4 separate regions of the Sus scrofa genome follow, and all the other regions are linked to region 3. Evidence: chromatin contacts called from public Hi-C and promoter capture Hi-C data. All regions are on one chromosome and are shown on one strand. Each heading gives the region's core, a stretch centred on a gene start, on an enhancer-like site or on the middle of the called end of the contact. The rest is flanking DNA. Distances are from core to core; before and after follow the strand shown. Region 1 holds the start of ZNF835 (zinc finger protein 835). Region 2 holds the start of ZNF470 (zinc finger protein 470). Region 3 holds the start of ZNF583 (zinc finger protein 583). Region 4 holds the start of LOC100620869 (zinc finger protein 239).

Region 1 (2,740 bases), core at 109-2,608, 220 kb after region 3:
CCTGTCCATGTGACTCTGGCTGTGGCCCCTGTCCTGGCAACCATGCCTCAGTGGGTCCAGTCAGCATCAGTGGGAGAAAGAAACAGGGACCCATGAAGATGCTGGGGTAGAGGCAGGTGGGTGGGTGGAATACGGACTCAGGGTATTTCCTCTGTGTGTGTGTGTGGCGGGGGGGGGGGAGGTAAGTGGATTCAGGGCGGGGTAAACCTGGGCGTGTCAGGTACACAAACAGGCCACCGAAGGGGAGACACAGACATGCTCAGTGGCAGACACACAAATGGAGTTGCACACAATGACACCATGGGGGTGGGAGTTACATCACCCCCCTCCTTGGCACTCTCATGGCCTTATACAGTCACCCATATGCTGTGGCAGTCTTCCCCACACAAGGAGGCAGGCAGTCTGGCACACCCACACAACTCCAAGCGCACCTGCCCCAGGCACACACACAACAAAGTCACACAAGCCGCTCTGCTCGACAGGCAGGCTCTGCCTGGGACATCACCCACAGTGGCAAACCCGGCCACACACACAGTCACGCAGCAGGCAGAGCTTCACACATGCCCAGAGCCACAAGTGTGCGGGGGCTCCAGACACACACACACACAGAGCAACCCCATGCTCTCAGTGTCTCTCATAAACACCCCGTGCACAGCCTTCCACATGCCGTCACACTCAGGCACACTCATACCATCCGGCACACCAGCCAATCCATCTACATTGCTGCACACCAAGAACAAGTTGCACACGTGCCCAAAATCACACATAGAGGACCCCAAATACCTAACACACACTCAAATTCATAGGCACAGGCCACCTGGGTCAGGCACGTGCAAACATACAGTGACACCTGGGTACGGACTCACACGAAGTCACAGGCACAGGTGCACGGGCTCAAAGTTCTGGAGTGATAGCTCACAGTGACGGGCGGACCTACACACACAGCGACACAGTTACACGCCCGCACCGGCACAAAGCAGTGGAGAGGCTCGAGGGGCGGGCCTCGCAAGCACAGGCACAGGGGGAGTCGAGGACGCACCTCGACACACAGACACGAGAGCACCCAGGCGCACACGCACTCACGCATGCGCACACCACACACCGGCGCGCTCGCCTCGGGGACCAGCTCCGAAGGCCGCTGGCGGCTCCCGCCGGGCCTGGTGGGCTCAGGTCGCCACAGTCTCTCGCCCTACCCGGCCCACGCGGACCCTCGGTGACCTCTCATTCTGTGGTGGTGCGGACGCGCCCGCCACTCAGGTCAAGGTGGCAGCCGTTACAGAAGAGCCCAGGCGCCAGACCGACCCAGAGAATTGCAGCCGGCTCCGGGAGCCCAAAGACTACAACTCCCAGAAGGCGCCGCGCTGCGCCTGCACAGAGACTCAGTTCCGCTGTATGGGCGTCCCTGAAACTACAACTCCCAGAAGGCCATGCGTCTGACTGGACTCTGCCTTCACGGAGCCCGGGGGAGGGCAAGGAGGTTGGGGGCGGGTCTTGGGCTGGTCTACCCCGAGCTCCGTCCACCACGCCGGGGCGCGATAGTGGGCGTGGCCAGTAATATGGAGGCGGGGCTCTTCTTCCTCAAGGAAGGGGCGGAGAGGAAGTAGGTATGAGAGACCCTTAGGATCAGAGAGGCTAAGTGAGTCACCCTGGGCCACACAGCACAGAAAGGGCCAGAGCGGGAGTTTGCAATCCTATTATACATGTATATATGCAAAGATCTTTCAACTACTCCTCAAGTGATGTAATTTCCAGACCTTTGCTGTCCAGGTCAGCCATTTTCACTCATAGTTACTCTCATGTTTATCATATTAAAATATATTCTCAAGTATAGCTTGAATCTCTATTCTTGGTAAAAAGACGTCCAAGGTTGGCAAGTAGTTGAATTGCACCTTACATGTATTTAGCCAATCCTCAGCTGAAGAACATTTATGTGACGTCCACATTCTCTTTGCGGCAAATGATGATCCTGTTGACATCTGGTTTTTCTCAGTTTTAAAAAAAGGTGATAAAATAAACAGAATCAGTCAGGGTCCTCCAGAGAAACAGAAGCAGTTGTGTGTGTGTACATCTATATCCATACACATATGTATTGATATCTATCCGTTGTCTATTATTTATCAAGAGATTGAGATTTCTTTTAAGGAATTGGCTTGCACAGTTGTGGGAATGGGTCAGTTTAGAATTTGTAGGGCTGGCCAACAGCTGGAAACACAGGGAACAGATGTGGCCGTCCTGAGACAGAATTTCTTCCCTGGGAAATCTCAGTTGTTGTTCCTAAGGCTTTCAACGGATTGGATGAGGCCCGCCCCACATTATCGAGGGTTGTCTTAAAGCAAACTGAGGTTCAGAGTGAACCTCTTTTATTAATTAATTAATTAATTAATTAATTTATCTTTTCTAGGGCTGCACCCATGGCATATGGAGGTTCCCAGGCTAGGGGTCCAATTGGAGCTGTAGCCGCCAGCCACAGCAACGCCAGATCTGAGCGGTGTGTGCAACTTACACCACAGCTCACGGCAACGCTGGATCCTTAACCCACTGAGCAAGGCCAGGGATCGAACCCGAAACCTCATGGTTCCTAGTCGGATTCGTTCACCACTGAGCCACAACGGGAACTCCGAAGTGAACCTCTTTTACAGAAGAACTTCAGAGAGACACCTGCATCTGCATTTAATTCAATCCCTGGGTACCAGAGCCTGGACAAGGTGGCACATCAAACTAACCATTTCAGGAGTCTCCT
Region 2 (2,777 bases), core at 28-2,527, 160 kb after region 3:
TGGAGTTACTGGGAGTCTTATAAATGAGGTAGTCCCCACAAAATGCCCAAAATAGCACAATACACAATACACATTCCATAAACAAATCAACCCTGGTCAGGAGGTTGTAGGGGTCTCTGATCCTCATTTAAGAAGACTTTTGAGAGGCAATAGAAGAAACAGCCTCCCCATCCCCTATCTTGTCACCCACACACTTCCTGCCCCCTCAACCTTCCAGATTCTCCCATGAGCCAGAGAAGGCTCTGAGGGGCAGGAAGAGGCTGGGGAATCTGAGGACCCCAGGCCAGGAGACCTGCTGGGCAGATGAGACAGGGGGACACCTGGATGACATCCTCACTCAGAGACACTGAGGACAGAAATACAGGCAGACACACGCACACAACCAATGAAGGATGTGGACATAGGCAGTCACCCAGAGACAACCCCTCACAGGGACAGGCAAGACTAGACACAGAGTACACCCACGGAGACCAAGGCTGGTAGGCTCGCTCACACACACACACACACACACACGGGATATTCCTCGGCCTTCACAAAGAAGGAGATCCACACAAACAGATGTCAAAGGTTCAGTCTCGGGCCAACACACGTGCACACAGGTTCACCCCCTTCTGCATCCCATGAGACTGTCGGGGTAAACTTCCTGCACGCCTCTTCACAGCCCTCTCTCTGAGCCGGCACGTCTCCCCTCAGGCCGAACATCCTCTCCTCAACCCTCAATTCCCTCCCCCAGAGCCTTCACATCCCTCCCCACGCCCCCTCCCCTCGGTCTGCAAGCACCTGCCTCTCTCCTCTCCTCAGTCCATAATCCCCTTTCCTGAGCCTGACCGCCCCTCCCCTCAGTCAGCACGTCCCCCGCTGGCCCTCACGCCCACCCCTCAGTCAGCACGTCCCCCGCTGGCCCTCACGCCCTCCCCTCAGTCAGCACGTTCCTCGCTGGCCCTCACGCCCACCCCTCAGTCAGCACGACCCCCGCTGGCCCTCACGCCCACCCCTCAGTCAGCACGACCCCCGCTGGCCCTCACGCCCTCCCCTCAGTCAGCACGACCCCCGCTGGCCCTCACGCCCTCCCCTCAGTCAGCACGACCCCCGCTGGCCCTCACGCCCTCCCCTCAGTCAGCACGACCCCCGCTGGCCCTCACGCCCTCCCCTCAGTCAGCACGCCACCTCTCCGCCCTGCCCGGGGCCGGACTCACCAGCGCTGCTCTGTCCGGACAACGACCGGCGCCCTAGGCCCTCCGGGTCGCACTGCGCCTGCGCGGTCGGGAGGACTACACTTCCCAAAAGCCCGCGCGCCTCCGCCTCCGCTCAGGCCTCAGCACCCACGGAGCCGAGCAGGCCCGAGCCCCGACCGCGCGCCTCCATCTCCCAGAGGCCCCCGCGGCAGCGGAACCACGGCCAAACGGGATGGGGGTGTGGCTGGTGATTGAGGGAAGGAAGGGGAGGAAGAAGGAGAAAAAGCGGAGGTGGGGAGGGATTGCTCTGGGAGGGAGGGGGGACCATACTCCGGACTTCCGGGCTGGACTGAGGGACCATCCTGGGCATCTTTTCCTTTTCTTTTTCTTTCTTTCAGAAAACTCCCCTATTTTTATTATTATTTTTTGGCACATCCACGGCATGCGGGGTAAAGCAGTGACAATACCAGATCCTTCACCCACCGAGCAGCCAGGGAACTCCGCGGGCAACCTTCTTGAGTGTGATAATCATGCTGATTTGTAGAAAATTTATAAAGCATACAGGATTTATAAAGCATACAGAGACAAGAAGTAGCAAGTCATCATAAGAAAAAAAAAAATTCCCCTTTTCTGAGTTTCCTATATGCCAGCTCCTGTTTTTGGCTTTTTATGATTTTTGAACCACGTATTTAATCCTTACAATTAAGCAACTTTCCAGACGAGGACAGTGGTGCCTACAAGGGAGGTGGCACCAGAGACCAGTTGGGGAGCTGGGGTAGGGATCTGGCTTCCTGGCTGGGACTCTTACACCATAAACCACAAGGCCAAGTACAAAAACACTTGCTGAATGTTTGAATGGCCACAAAAATGGAAACAGCAGCTAGTCTTAAATGGTGATTATGACTTTAAATATTTTATTTTGAGATAAATATAATCCACATGCAGTTGTAAAAAACACAGGAACTGGAGTTCCTGTTGTGGTGCAGTGGAAACAAATCCGACTAGTATCCATGAGGTTCGATCCCTGCCCTCACTCAGTAGGTTGGGGATACGGTGTTGCCATGAGCTGTGGTGTAGTTTGTAAACCTGGCTTGGATCCAACGTTGCTGTGGCATAGGTGGGCAGCTGTAGCTCTGATTGGACCCCTAGCTTGGGAACTTCCATGTGGTGTGGCTGTGGCCCAAAAAGCAACAAACAAAAACCACTTATAGGAAACATTTATGCATTAATGTGGTACATTTGTTACAATTAATGAATCAATATTGATATATTATTAGTACCTAAACTCCATAGTTTACATTAAGGTTACTCTTTGTGTTGTACACTTATGTGGGTTTTGAGAAATGTATAAGAATATGTATCCATTACAGTAGTACATAGAATAGTTTCACTGCCCTAAAAATGTCCTGTGCTGCACCTGTTCGTCCTTCTTCATCTTTATGAACCCCTGTTATTTCTATCTCCATAGTTTTGTCTGTTCCAGAATGTTCTAGAGTTGGGATCAGGTAATATATAGACTTCCAGAATGGCTTCTTTCACTTAGAATTTAATATGCATTTAAGGTTCTCCATGGTTGTTTTTTTCTTGTTTTTTGTTTTTTGT
Region 3 (2,700 bases), core at 4-2,503:
TATCTGAGATATATAAAGTTGTAAAAACTTTTGTCATTTTTCTTTTGCCTTTGCTTATGGTGTATTTTGCCTTACAAAGTGCTTTAGCTTTGTGTTCCCAAGTGTAGCAGTCTTTTCTTGTATTAAGTTTGGATTTTTAAGTCGTAATTAGAAAGCCTTTCCACACACTCAGGTTATAATGGAATTCACCTCTGTACTTGTCTGCTATTTGTACGGTTTAATTTAGAACTCTGATAAAGTTGGTGATTATACTTTTGTATGATATGAAGCATGAATACACTTTAATTTTTTCCCCAATGGTTATCCAGTTATTCCTCAGGGTTGCTCATTAAGAAGTCCATTTCTGGAGTTTCTGTGGTGGCTCAGCGGTTAAGGAACCCAACCAGTATCCATGAGGACACGTGTTCGATCCCTGGCCTTGCTCAGTGGGTTAGGGCTCCTGTGTTACCATGAGCTGTGGTGTAGGTCGCAGAGGCGGCTTGGAGCCTGCCTTGCTGTGGCTGTGGCGCAGGCCAGAGGCTGTAGCTCCTATTCGACTCCTAGCCTGGGAACTTCCATATGCTTCAGGTGCGGCCCTAAAAAGATACACACAAAAAAGTCCATTTTTATCCCAATGACTTGCTACCCTTATCATACAGTCTGCTTCTCTGTTTAATATTTCCAGGCTTTCTCTCCTAGCTGACAACTCATGGACTAATACCCCAGCTACCATCATAGACTTCTTGGCCGCTCTGGGGGCATGTGGAGTTTCCTGGGACTGGGACTGGGACTGAAACTCCACCGCGGCCGAGACCTATACCGCCCGAGCCGCCGCGCAGAATTCCTTAACCCACTGCACCGGGCAGGGATCGACCCGGCGCCTCCACGGCGACCCCAGCCACGCCGTGGGACTCAACTCGCCTCGCCACAGCGAGGGAACTCTTGTGCAAGATGTTGTAAAATTGGTTACGGAACCAACTCCAGGGCTTTTACCTCCCTCCAGAACATCTGGTAAAATGCCTGCTGCACGGTCCGGACGACTCAACACGTGAGAAGAAACTTCGCACATATACCGCCTCTGCAGCCACACACAGACGTCTGCCCGGCGCTGAACGGTCCCAGCCACACACTCAACCACCGAGTCAGAACACGCACCACCACGGCCGCTCACACACTCACCTGCCGTCGGAGAGACGACCACGCGCGGACAACAAGCGCAACACACAACTTCACGCAGCAGCCTGTGGACACAGCGCACCCCGTCCCATCCCAGACGGTCTCTTTCTCTCACACACAGACACACGCACGGACCCGCCCACCAGAAACATCGCGAGATCTTGCCTTGCGGTTTGGTTACTGCCTTTGGGCCTGGAGACTACGTTTCCCAGAAGCAACTGCGGCGCTGTTCCAATCGGGACGCAGCATCGGCGGTGCTTTGTGCGTCTGCGCCATCTTCCGGCTCCCGACTCCGCTGGTTTCTAGGAGGAAGCGCCCCGAGGCTAGAGTGGGCGCGGCAGCGGGGGCATCTGGATCCAAAGAGGCGGCAGGTGAGGGGCTCCGGAGCTCGCCAGGTGTTGTAGGATCCGCGCGGGAGCGAGCTCCACGACCAGGCAGGTCTCGGGCTTAAGCAGAACCGGAACGTCTTACCCCCACGTAAGTCAGCGGCTTTCCTCGCTCTGGACTACATTTCCCATCGGCCCCCGCAGCGCGCCCTGCTGGCGCCCCCTACCTGCAGTCGAGCTCATAGCCCGGGTGCATGGATCCCTAAGGTGGGTGTGTCTCTTGGAGGGTCCTGAACTCCAGAAAATGCTTGCTTATGGATGTTTTGCATTTATTCTTAACGTAGTTGTTTTTTTTTTTTTTAAATCTTTGACGAAGTGAGTTGCAAGACCCCAGAAGATTTGGAACCACTAGTTTATTCCGCAGCATAGTGAGGTTCCCAGACTAGGGGTTTAATCCGATCTGTAACTGCCGGCCTACAGCCACAGCCACGCCAGATCCCAGCCGCTACTGCGACCTACGCCCCAGCTCAGGGCAACGCCAAATCCTTAACCCAATGAGCAAGGCCAGGGATCAAACCCCCATCCTCAGGATACTAGTCGGGTTGGTTAATCACCGAGCCATGACGGGAACTCCGGAACGGCTAGTTTAGAAGCTGTGACATGTTTGAACATTTTACCGGATCTTGTTCAAAATTTGTTCAACCTTGGGGAAACGGTTGGGTAAATCACAGGCCAGCCCTATAATAGAATATTTACAGCTGATACATATAATGCTTAAAAAAAAAAGTGGTCACGAGGAAAAAGACCTGTTATGTGCTATTAGGAAACATTTATCATTATTTCATTTACACACTACTTAGAATTAAATATTTGTAACACTCCAGGCACTCTAAGTTTTTATGAAATGAGCCTCCGCATCTTAATACTCAATACATCTTAATACTCAATGTTTTCCATTCTGGTTTTGGTTTCGTTGGGGAGGAGGGGCAGTTAGCCTGGGCATGGGTGGGTTTGACGTCTTTTTGTTGTTGCTTTTGTTTTATGGCCGCACTCTTGGCATATGGAAGTTCCTGGGCTAGGGACTGAATCCAAACTAGGGGTGTGACCTGCACAATGGCAACCACAGGATCTTTCAACACTTCAGGATGGGGAGGTGGGGGTGCTGCAGTCAGGTTCTTAGCCCACTGTGCCACAGTGGGAACTCTGGGTTTCACTTCTT
Region 4 (2,700 bases), core at 143-2,642, 130 kb before region 3:
ACTACTGCTTAGGAAAAGCAGTGATTTTTTTAAGGAAAAGCCCTTGAAGAGCATTGGTTGGGGGCGAGTGGGGTGGTGGAGGCTGACTTTGTCCCCCGCCCCCGCCCCGCCCCAGGAGATATTTATCAATCTCTGGGAATGATTTTGGTTATCAGGACTAGGGGGCAGGGTGGGGTGTGGCTCCTGGCAGCGGTGGGTGGAGGCCAGGGGTGCTGCTCTACACCCTACAGTACACAAGCCCCACTCCCAAATGTCAACAACGCCGAGACTGAGAAACACTGGTTCCCTTTCAGAGTTTCCTCGCTGAAAACAGCCGTCCCCTACCTTGTTCCCTGCTGTCTCCATGGCAACGGGGCATTTTGTAATGAACTGCTGAATGACTAGATGAAGGCCCAGGCGGTCAAGGGGATGCAGGGGTGCTCTTGAGACCCCATAGTGGCCTAGGTTGTCAGGCCTGAAGGTCTCCAACCAAACTGGGAATAAAAAATAACAATAAACAAAAACGAGCCAATGAATCCGGTGAAGGCTCTGAGTAGTTGCTAGAAAGCAGGCACCCAGGCACGATCATTTTCTATAGACTATTTCAAGAAAGCTTCCCAGAGAGTTTCTGCTGAGGTTCAGCGGTAAGAACCCGACTAAGTATCCAAGAGGACGCTGGTTCGATGCCTGGCCCCGCTCAGCGGGTTAAGAACCCGCCTTGCTGTGGCTGAAGCTCCGATTGGGCCCCTAGCCTGGGAACTTCCATATACTGCCGGTTGGACTCTAAGAAAAAAAAAAGCAAGCTTGCCAGATCCCAGGCCGGCAGCCCACAAACGCCCACTCCCCAAGCATCCTCCCACAACCCGCCCAAACACAAGTTCACAAGTGATGGGCGAACCTCCCCCACAAATGACCCCAAGGCCAACGAAAGGGCCCGGACACCGTGGCAAGACCAGGCAAGCAGTGCCAGAGAAAGAAAACGGGAACGCTGGATCGGGGGTCTTTCTCACTTCCACCGGCGACCTAGTTGCTCGGTGACCACTGCCTGATCTTGTTGCGGGCTCCCTGCCCCGCCGCAGCGTGCGGTACTACAACTCCCAAAAGTCTCTGCGACCATTTTCCTCCTCCCCTCCCTCCCCCTCCTTCCCGCTTCCCTAGAAAATAAGTTGGTGGAACCATTCGCCAGAGCTTTCTAGCCACGAAGTCATCCTTGAATATAAGATTTTTATCATGTTCTTCTTTTTATGGAAAAGGGCACTCTCGTTGTCTCCTCCCCTTTTAAACTACAATACCCAGAAGTCTCTGGCCCTCAGGCTGAAAGTTGCCTTGGAGACAGAGAGAGACGCCGGAAGCCAGAGAATGAGGCGGGGCCAGGGTAAAAGAAGGATTCCGATTGGTGGAGTCGTCATAGCGCTGGCTTTGAAGGACAGGTCAAGGGGTGCGCGTGCGCCGTGCGTTGGCCCAGCGCGCGTTCTCGGTCGGCCGAGTCTGGGGGTCCTCAAGCCCCCCGCGACACGACGCTGTCGCAGGTTGCGCTGGGCAAAGGCGAAGCCTGCGCAAACCAGACGCTCCGGCCGCGTTTCCTTGGCCGGAAGTGCGCGCTCCATAGAAGTGTCCCGGGAGGTAAGTGCGATCCGTAGATTCCCCAGCCCCGGTTTCTGAATCAGCTTACATGTTTCCATGGTAACAGCCCCCCCGCATGTGACATCATAGCTTCCTTTGGGAAAAGATGGGACAGATTTGAAGGGCTTGCGGATAATGAGCCGCTGCCCCCTCCAACGGGCGGCCTACCCTGTACCCCTAGTTTCTTCTGCTTTGGGCCTGTTTCCCCTGCTTTGCGAAGTGACCTTTGGAGCCCCTTCCGCCGCCCTCAGTAGCTCTTGGACCCTGGTCGAGGTACACTAGCGCTGTGCCTCAGTTTCGCCATCCGTAAAAGGAGGAGGATGCTAGAATTTGACTCCTAGAGAAGGTTGCTGTGAGGATTAAAGAGCCTTGAGATGGTGCGCCGCACACAATAGCCACTCAAGTGTTAGCGTCTCTGACTGTCATCGTGATCATTGTTCCCTTGGGTTTTGGACAGGTCCCTCCCCTGCTCTGGGGTCTCATGGTTGACTTGCAAACTGGGTGCTTTGGGGGTTGTGTGTGTGTGTCTTTCTTCAGAGCCTCACCCGTGACATATGAAAGTTCCCAGGCCAGGTGATCTAATAGGAGCTGCAGCTACCAGCCTACACCACAGCCACAGCCACGCCAGATTCCAGCTGCATCTGTGACCTACACTGCAGCTCACGTCAATGCCAAATCCTTAACCCGCTGAGCCTGAGCGAGGCCAGGGATGCAACCTGCGTCCTCATGGTTATGGCTTGAACCTAGCCAGAATCTAGATTGAGACTTGAACCCATCTGCTGGGACTCAAACCCAGCCTAAACCCAGATTGGGACCTGAACCCACAGTTTTTAAATTAGAATCACTTACCCAGTGTCTGGACTTACTGATGTTCAGTTTCTGTATGCCTCCACGCAGAATGAATTCAGCGAGACACAAACTGACAGGCAAGAAATAGATTTATTAAGATAGGATGCCTGTGGAGTTACCATCGTGGCACAAGGGAAACGAATCCGATTGGGAACCATGAGGTGTGGGTTCGATCCCTGGCCTCCCTCAGTGGGTGAAGGACCCGGCGTTGCCCTGAGCTGTGGTGTAGGTCATAGATGTGGCTTGGAT

The links. Promoter capture Hi-C pulls out the DNA fragments that hold promoters and counts their contacts. Hi-C and Micro-C count contacts between places; a contact is called where the count stands out from the background.
Region 1: a Hi-C map of skeletal muscle shows a contact between it and region 3, with 4 times the contacts expected there. The contact joins the promoter of ZNF835 here to the promoter of ZNF583 in region 3. A contact is called at or near these places in 4 of 47 Hi-C or Micro-C datasets (heart right ventricle, liver, skeletal muscle and 1 more) and 2 of 2 datasets of contacts at active chromatin or transcription factors (alveolar macrophages and skeletal muscle).
Region 2: a Hi-C map of liver shows a contact between it and region 3, with 8 times the contacts expected there. The contact joins the promoter of ZNF470 here to the promoter of ZNF583 in region 3. A contact is called at or near these places in 2 of 47 Hi-C or Micro-C datasets (liver and skeletal muscle).
Region 4: a promoter capture Hi-C map of liver shows a contact between it and region 3, with 3 times the contacts expected there. The contact joins the promoter of LOC100620869 here to the promoter of ZNF583 in region 3. A contact is called at or near these places in 1 of 5 promoter capture datasets (liver) and 3 of 47 Hi-C or Micro-C datasets (heart right ventricle, liver and skeletal muscle).

The regions. Positions count from the first base shown.
Region 1 is chr6:60,939,254-60,941,993 of Sscrofa11.1, forward strand. ZNF835 (zinc finger protein 835) reads right to left here and starts at 1,359. Exons shown (of 2, transcript XM_021095092.1): 1 at 1,194-1,359. The coding sequence starts at 1,225.
Region 2 is chr6:60,879,759-60,882,535 of Sscrofa11.1, forward strand. ZNF470 (zinc finger protein 470) reads right to left here and starts at 1,278. Exons shown (of 3, transcript XM_013998861.2): 1 at 1,197-1,278.
Region 3 is chr6:60,720,042-60,722,741 of Sscrofa11.1, forward strand. It overlaps ZNF583 (zinc finger protein 583), which reads right to left and starts at 1,254. Exons shown (of 4, transcript XM_021095099.1): 1 at 1,159-1,254. ZNF582 (zinc finger protein 582) reads left to right here and starts at 1,004. Exons shown (of 5, transcript XM_021095108.1): 1 at 1,004-1,526.
Region 4 is chr6:60,587,773-60,590,472 of Sscrofa11.1, forward strand. LOC100620869 (zinc finger protein 239) reads left to right here and starts at 1,393. Exons shown (of 3, transcript XM_005664876.3): 1 at 1,393-1,602.